Linked DNA regions of Mus musculus: region 1 is linked to region 2. Evidence: chromatin contacts called from public HiChIP or PLAC-seq data. All regions are on one chromosome and are shown on one strand. Each heading gives the region's core, a stretch centred on a gene start, on an enhancer-like site or on the middle of the called end of the contact. The rest is flanking DNA. Distances are from core to core; before and after follow the strand shown.

Region 1 (3,939 bases), core at 1,055-3,554, 200 kb after region 2:
TGGATCTTCCCATAGTTCTTTGTCCAATTTTTTAGGAATTGCCAAACTGATTTCCAGAATGGTTGTACAAGCTTGCAATCCCACCAGCAATGGAGGAGTGTTCCTCTTTCTCTACATTCTTGCCAGCATCTGCTGTCACCTGAATTTTTGATCTTAGCCAATTCTGACTGGTGTGAGGTAGAATCACAGGGTTGTTTTGATTTGCATTTCCCTGATGATTAAAGATGTTGAACATTTTTTCAGGTGCTTCTCAGCCATTCGGTATTTCTCAGTTGAGAATTCTTTAGCGCTATACCCCATTTTTAATAGGGTTATTTGGTTTTCTGGAGTCCAACTTCTTGAGTTCTTTATATATATTGGATATTAGTTCCCTATCTGATTTAGAATTGGTAAAGATCTTTTCCTAATCTGTTGGTGGCCTTTTTGTCTTATTGACAGTGTTCTTTGCCTTACAGAAGCTTTGCAATTTTATGAGGTCCCATTTGTGGATTCTTGATCTTACAGCATAAGCCATTGATGTTCTGTTCAGGAATTTCCCCCCTGTGCCCATATCTTCGAGGCTTGTCCCAACTTTTTGTCTATAAGTTTCAGTGTCTCTGGTTTTATGTGGAGTTCCTTGATCCACTCAGACTTGAGCTTTGTACAAGGAGATAAGAATGGATCAATTCACATTATTCTACACGATGATAACTGCCAATTGAGCCAGCACCATTTGTTGAAAATGCTGTCTTTTTTCCACTGGATGGTTTTAGCTCCTTTGTCAAAGATCAAGTGACCATAGGTGCGTGGGCTCATTTCTGGGTCTTCAATTCCATTCCATTGATCTACCTGTCTGTTGCTGTACCAGTACCATGCAGTTTCTATCACAATTGCTCTGTAGTACAGCTTGAGGTCAGGGATGGTGATTCCACCAGAGGTTCTTTTATTGTTGAGAATAGTTTTTGCTATCCTAGGTTTTATGTTATTCCAGATGAATTTGCAAATTGCCCTTTCTAACTCAGTGAAGAATTGAGTTGGAATTTTGATTGGGGTTTGCATTGAATCTGTAGATTGAGTTTGGCAAGATAGCCATTTTTACTATATTAATCCTGCCAATCCATGAGCATGGGAGATCTTTCCATCTTCTGAGATCTTTTTCCATTTCTTTCTTCAGAGTCAAGGCATATTTCTACCCATTCTTGCTGTTTCTGTACTTTTATTGGACTTAATTGACTGCAGACCACAATTTATGGCAGAAAATGTGGCTCAGGAGACTTGCTAGACTGCTTCAAAGTACCCGAGCCTTTTCTCTTCAGCCTCCCACAAGCCTGAAGCAGGCTGAGCCAGAAGTTGACCTTGCTGCCACTAAGGAGATTATCTAGGTTGGAGCCTTCCTCCTTGGATCACTCTATTTTTCTGCCATTGCTGCTGCCGCTACCTGCTGGGAGTCAGCCTAGCTGTTCCGGAGCCTACATGTGGTCACCTGCAGCTGGGCTCCAAGGATGATTTGGTGGGAATGGGTTTTCTCCTCTCCTTTATAAAGTGTTAATTAAAATTTGAACCTTGAGCAAACTAGTTGTCTTGGTTCCATTATTTCTCAACCCATCTAGGCTCCCCCTTCTCTTCCAGTTCCAAGATGCCTTCCGGACTCGAACCCAGACATGAGAGCCGCAGGCCAGCCCCAACAATTTGGTGAACCAATGCAGAACCTGGGAATGGCAGAGGACATTTGGAAGAAGCACTGCTGGTTTGTAGCTCCACGGAAGAAGAAAAGAATTAAAGAAAATTCGTTCCTGGAAAAGGTTGGTACAGGCTAAGCTGGATCAGTACTAAACCCGCATGCTGGATTCACTTAGGTTCAGCAGTGAGTTATCGGGAACTAGGAACTCAACTTCCAGAAGCTGCCTTTTTTTTTTTAGGCGAGAGAAATAAAAGGGTTTAATAAAAGAGATTTTATAATCAGGCGGATGGCCGCAGTTGGAAACTGCATCAGGAAAGTAGATTTTGAAACTCTCCCAAGGACAGACAGAAAAATCGGGGAATCCCCTCTTGTGTGCATGCTGGCCAGTGTCTTTGTTCTGAGTGTCTGTCTTATGCTACCGGAAACGAACATGTGCTCGTTGTGTTGGTTTGTTGTCTGTGTTTCGTCCCATGTCTCTGAAAACATGGCGCAGTCTGAGTTTAGATCCGCCTGAGTTTGGTTTCTCTGGTGTTTATAGATGATGGGGTTTTCTGAAATGCGCACTTGGTAATTGCAGTGTCCCTTTGGGCTGTAAGCACCGGAGGACTGTGGTCAGCAGATGTGCTAGGAAGACCACTACCTCACCAGGGGACGCCCTGGGGAGTAGGGAGAGCCAGAGACGTCTGGCAATCTCCGGAGATCGGTCAGATGAACCAAGTTTTGTTTATGAAATGGAAGCTTACCCTTCTAATTCTTTTGCCTGCTCGTGGAAGATGAGAAAGGGTTGCATGTGTCTGGATCTGTTGGTTTCTGTTTTGTGTGTTCTGTGTATGTGTTTAGAGCTATGTGAAAATTTAGAAAAGTGCTAGTGTAACTGGAAAAGCCCTACTGGGAGCTGATTGCAAATGCAGCTCTTAAAGGGGCAGGCAGCCTTTTGCCTGTAACAGAAAGTTAGCTTAAAATTGGTAACTCAGAGTTAGAGTCATTCTAAACAACATGTGGCAGGAGCGAACCCAGGAAAACAGGTCTTTAAGGATCCTTCGAAATAGGATAATCTTTGGGCCAGGACTCTGGCAGAGTGTTCAGATTGAGAAAAGTTTGTGCTTGGGTAGCTGCGGAGCTCAGCTCTGAGCAGCCTCAGGGAGGTTTGTGTGGCATTTCAGGAGATGTTAATTGGCTAAGACCTCACCTTAAACTCACCACAGGAGAACTTAAGCCTTTGTCAGGTGCTATTAAGTGAGACACAAATTAACTGGCAAAGAACAAGAGGCCTTGCAGAAATTAAAGGAAGCTTTTATAGTTGTTATCAATTATAATCAATGGTAATTAAATATTAGCTGCTTATTTTAGTTATTGGTTGTTAAATGTGCCCACAGCAATTCCTTGGCTAGAAAAAACATTGTTGTAAAATCATCCTTCTTCATCTCAAAGTAAAGTTTCAGCATCCTATTAAGGCCGCCATGGTGCTAACAAAGAATTGTAAGATAAATTCATAGATTTTTAGAATAACTATAACAAAAATTGTGTCTTAAAAACCTGTGTCTGTTCCTTGTTCTAAACAGCAATTAATTTGGTTATTACAGAATATTAATATTTGATTTATTGCATACCATCATTTTAAATAATAATAGATAAGTTAATAAATTGTTTTTATGCGTGCTTTTGTATCTTCTATAAATTCATGCATGCATGCATCCCAATTACTGTGTTTAAAAACAGCCCTCTTATGGGAGAAAAGTATATGTGAATTGGATCACATGCTTTTTCTTTTGAGCTTCCCCCTGCTTCAACAAAGATAATTAAATTGTGTGTTGTAGATGGTATTTTAAAATGTTGAATAATCAAGCTTAATTTGTATCTTTATTAATATATATATCTCAGAGCTTTCAATTGCTTAAAATTGTTCATCCCTCAAATGCTATTAATTCTCAAGCTTGCAATTGCTTATGCTATTCATAAGAAAAAAATACTGTTCCTTTAAAAAGACTGTTTGTGGACAGTTAAAATATTGTCCTGGGTTGCCTGGAAAAGACTCCCAGGATTTGCTTTTCTGTTATAGAGATTTACAAAAAGCTTTAGCTGAAAAAGGATTATAGATAGCTACTGAAAATATACAAACTTAGGATCTTTATAATTATTTGGGCTTTAGACTTACTGATCAAGCTGTTTTTCCCCAGAAGATAGTTATTCGCAGAGACAACGTAAGGACTTTGAATGATTTTCAAAAATTGTTTGGTGATATTAATTGGCTTCACCCCTATTTAAAGATCACTACATAA
Region 2 (4,199 bases), core at 1,080-3,579:
AAAGGATGGACCATCTAGAGACTGCCATATCCGGGGATCCATCCCATAATCAGCCTCCAAACACTGACACCATTGCACACACTAGCAAGATTTTGCTGAAAGGACCCAGATATAGCTGTCTCTTGTGAGACAATGCCGGGGCCTAGCAAACACAGAAGTGGATGCTCACAGTCAGCTATTGGATGGATCACAGGGCCCCCAATGGAGGAGCTAGAGAAAGTACCCAAGGAGCTAAAGGGAATCTGCAACTCTATAGGTGGAACAACAATATGAACTAACCAGTACCCCCAGAGCTCTTGACTCTAGCTGCATATGTATCAAAAGATGGCCTAATCGGCCATCACTGGAAAGAGAGGTCCAATGGACTTGCAAACTCTATATGCCCCAGTACAGGGGAACGCCAGGGCCAAAAAGTGGGAGTGGGTGGGTAGGGGAGTGGGGGGGGGTGTATTGGGGACTTTTTGGATAGCATTGGAAATGTAAATGAGGAAAATACCCAATAAAAAATTAATTCTAAAAAAAAAGTATCTTGGGGATTGCAGAGGGTACAGAACACTGGCAGATTTAGTAAAGAACAATCTTTACTCTATCAAAATGGCTACTTAGTAAACAAAATGCATCTGTCCATACCCTTGAGGAGAGAGTTTGTCCAGCCATCCACATTTCTCCTTGGCTGCTGAAGATCCATAGAAGCAGGCATAGGGAGAGATGGCATTTGAGATGGTTGATGACGGTTCAGTATTTCCACTCATGGAGCTTAAAGGATAACTGTGCCTATTGAAGGGGTCCAAGTAGAAGGCTTTTTGAGTCCTAGACTTGGACGCTTTGGAATTTTTTCTTCTTAAACTCTGGAAGCATTCCTCTACTGTGGAGTATTCTGACTCAGAGGCCGAATCCTGTGCAAGGTTATTTTTATCCTCGCGGGGTATCCAAATGTCTTCGACTTTGTCTTCACTCACTTTTTCCTTCCTGTTATCATATATGCTTGACTGGGTTAGGATAGAGTTTCTTGTAGTGGCTGCTTCCTCTTTAACTGTGTTCTCATGCGGCCAAAACTCATTCTTTATAGATCGCTTCTTGGAACTTTCTAGTCTCTGGAAGAGAAATGTCTCTCCATAAGGAAAGATGGAAGTTGAATTATCCTCATTTGAATTTTTCAGTGTCAAAGACTTTCCAGCTGAGGTAGTATTACTTCTTCTGTCACGGAAATAGCTCCCTGGGATTGATTTTGTTGACCCTGGGATCTCTGGTACAGAGCGATGTCTCAGTAGAAATGATCGAGAAGGTCTGGAAACCAACTTGCTCCGGCTTCTCATGGGGCCGTGGACTGGTGAGGACGGAACGTACAGTTCATTCACAACCATCTCGCCCTGAAACTGAAAGAACGGGGTTGGCGGGAAGCTTTCTAATACGCCATTCGTCCCGTTTCCAGAATGTGTGCCTGATGTTGGACAGTCCCCAGAGGGAAGACATTCAGTGTTTGTACTAAGTGCCTTGCTGTAATCTTCTGAGGTCAAATTGCCTTTTTCTGTGTGTTCTTCTCCAGCTGTGTACTCCACAGCCCTCTTGGTAATCAAAGGATCTATTTTGACATTTACACCACCAAATAAAGAATCTTTCGAAGAATCCACGTTCTGGTGTAGTTCTTCTTCTGGACAGGGCAGGTCATGTGAAGAAAGACATAGCTTATCATGTGATTTCGGAGACTGACAGTTTCCTTCACTAAGGGTACTGGTTGTAACCATCTCTGATGGTGCCGGGCCAGGTCTATGGACAGTAACGGAATCGGAACACTCTATGCCGGTGTGGCTGCTGGAAGATGGATCACTGTGTTGTTGCTCTTTTGTGGTGCTGCCGTTCTTTGCCTTATGCACATTTGCATATATGGGGAAGTCTTGCATTTTTGAAAAGATCATTTGTAACTGTTTCAGTATCCTCCTACGGTGTCCAGTAGGTGATATTCCAATCTGATGGAGTACGCTGTCATTTATCGACGTGCAGTCCCTCACGGTATAAAAACCGAATTCACGGAAATGTAAGAGGTACTGCTCCAAATTGATGCTCATCAGGAAATCTCTGATGTCCGCATTTACTTCGCTGACTGAGGACATAATGGTGGCTTCATTACTATGTGAGTGTTAAAAGCTGCACCATGAGACACACACACAAGGAAGTACTTCTTATGGGTTTTTTTCCTCCCTATCACTTCTGACAAAGTCTTTAGAATGTTATTTTCTGTTCATGTGCTCAAACCGCCTTTGGTTTCTCTTCCGACGCCCACTCGCGGGACGCGCAATCCGAGCGACACAATCCAGAGCCGCCTGAGCACTCCACGCGTCCCGAAGCGCTGCGTTCTCGCATCCAGGACCGGACCGCGGCCAGCGCACCCCGGGGACTCGCCTCGCTCGCACGCGGCCCGCGAGCCCCGGCAGCGCAGCGCCGGCTCGTCCCCGTGGGGCGCTGTCCCCGGCGTCGAGCGGGCGGACCCCGCGCCGCACCTGGAGGCGGGAGCGCGGTTGGGCTCGGCGGGCGAGCGCCAGATCTTTTCATCTTCTGAGATCTTCTTCAATTTCTTCCTTCAAAAATTTGAAGTTTTTAATCATACAAGTCTTTCACTTGTTTGGTTAGAATTTCCTCAAGATATTTTATATTATTTTTGGCTATTGTGAAGGTTGTTATTTCCTTGATTTCTTTTTTTTATTCTGTTTGTCGATTGCATGTAGAAGGGCTACTGACTTTTTTTTTTGAGTTAATTATGTATCCAGCCACTTTGCTGAAAATGTTTATCACCTGGAGGAGTTTTCTGGTAGAATTTTTGGGATTGTTTATGTAAATTATCATATAATCTGCAAATAGCAATACTTGGACTTCTTCTTTTCCAGTTTGTCTCTCCTTGGTCTCCTTCAGCTGTGTTTCATGAAACCCACAATTAACTGGAACTTGATGTTTGTTTTTTTCTAGTGATTTTGCTGTTTTACTTCTTCCTTTTAACTGTGGTGCTGGTAATAAACCAAGGGCCTCACAAATGTTGGAGGAAGTGTTTTCCTTGAGCTACATCTGTAGCTCTAGTTTTCATTTTTACATCTTGATTTTCTTGTATGAGTTCATTCTTGAATATTGCATAAGCTGTTTAAGTATAATTTTATACTTTTCCAAAAGTCTACTTGGATATTCTAGAAATTTTGTCAACTCATTTGTACTGCAGTGCACTGAAATGCCACTTTAGTTAAAAGCTCGATTTCTGTGTGAATTTTTTTCTTCTATACAACTGGCCTGCTTGTCTATGTAGGAGTGACTTCTATGATATTTTCATTATTCTTTATTATGCTTTAATGTCTAGCAGGATCTTTTTTTTTAAATTAAACACATTTTTCTTCTTGATATTCTTGTGCATTTCCTTTTTAAAGGGAAGATTTCCTGTAATGTGCATATCTCCATAAAATAGCGCAACATCCTTTAAGAAAGATGAATGACATCAATCCCTTGTGCTGAGGGAAGTAATAAGAAGTGTAAGAATTGGGCCTTAGGTCATGTGGGTTTCAGGAACCAGCTATGATTCAGGTTGGGATTTTCTCTTTTTATTGACTTCCTGGAAATGGTGCTAACTGTCTTGAAGGGACAGAAACTTTGAGGTGAGAGAAGCCTCAGGAGAGGTGGAGGTATTCAAATCATTGCCAGCAAATATTACTGGTTTAGATTTGAGGTGAGGCTGAACACTGTGGCAGTGAACATGTGTAAGAAAGACTGTCCATTTCCTGGTGTCCAGGAAGCATGGAGAAACAAGGAGATGGATGACCAATCAAGTCTTCAACACATGAACCCATAGAAACAAGTCATGTTCAAACCACAACTTCCTTCAAGGATGCTCACATTTCTGCTAAACATTTTCAGGAATAGAGAATTTGCTGACTATATATGTGATAGTCTTTGGAGGCATTGTGTGATAGATCCTGGAGATAGTACCACAGTAAAACTGAGAAATAACAAGGCAAACTCCAAACACATAACTTACATATGTAGTATTCACAATAGCTTTTGTTGTTATAAAATATTAAATATGCATGTTAAATGAAAAATATGAATATTTTTTAAAAACAATAATTGTTGTTTTTTAAAGGGTTAAATGAAGATAAGTGAGCTCCCGTGGGATTGGAGAGATAGCTCAGTTGGTGAGGATCTGAGTTCAAATCACAGAACCC

The links. HiChIP or PLAC-seq counts read pairs in DNA pulled down with a chosen protein or histone mark.
Region 1: a contact with region 2 is called in a BATF HiChIP or PLAC-seq map of CD8 T cells, with 5 read pairs. The contact joins two enhancer-like sites. A contact is called at or near these places in 11 of 39 promoter capture datasets (cranial neural crest, embryonic stem cells, frontonasal cranial neural crest and 7 more), 3 of 115 datasets of contacts at active chromatin or transcription factors (CD8 T cells, bone marrow-derived macrophages and memory CD8 T cells) and 3 of 9 other capture datasets (adipose tissue, liver and pancreatic islet).

Annotation. Positions count from the first base shown.
Region 1 is chr19:11,291,032-11,294,970 of GRCm38.p6, forward strand. It overlaps 4930526L06Rik (RIKEN cDNA 4930526L06 gene), which reads left to right. Exons shown (of 3, transcript NR_045317.1): 2 at 1,609-1,781. Among named protein-coding and RNA genes, the nearest start is that of Ms4a5, 9.2 kb to the left of the region's middle. Within about 2 kb of position 2,305, at least 95 of the 459 cell types and tissues checked have an H3K27ac peak or open chromatin away from gene starts, as enhancers often do. A contact at or near this core is called in CD8 T cells, bone marrow-derived macrophages and macrophages, where this site is marked.
Region 2 is chr19:11,089,967-11,094,165 of GRCm38.p6, forward strand. It overlaps the pseudogene Gm336. Among named protein-coding and RNA genes, the nearest start is that of Ms4a8a, 11 kb to the left of the region's middle. Within about 2 kb of position 2,330, at least 18 of the 459 cell types and tissues checked have an H3K27ac peak or open chromatin away from gene starts, as enhancers often do. A contact at or near this core is called in CD8 T cells, bone marrow-derived macrophages and macrophages, where this site is marked.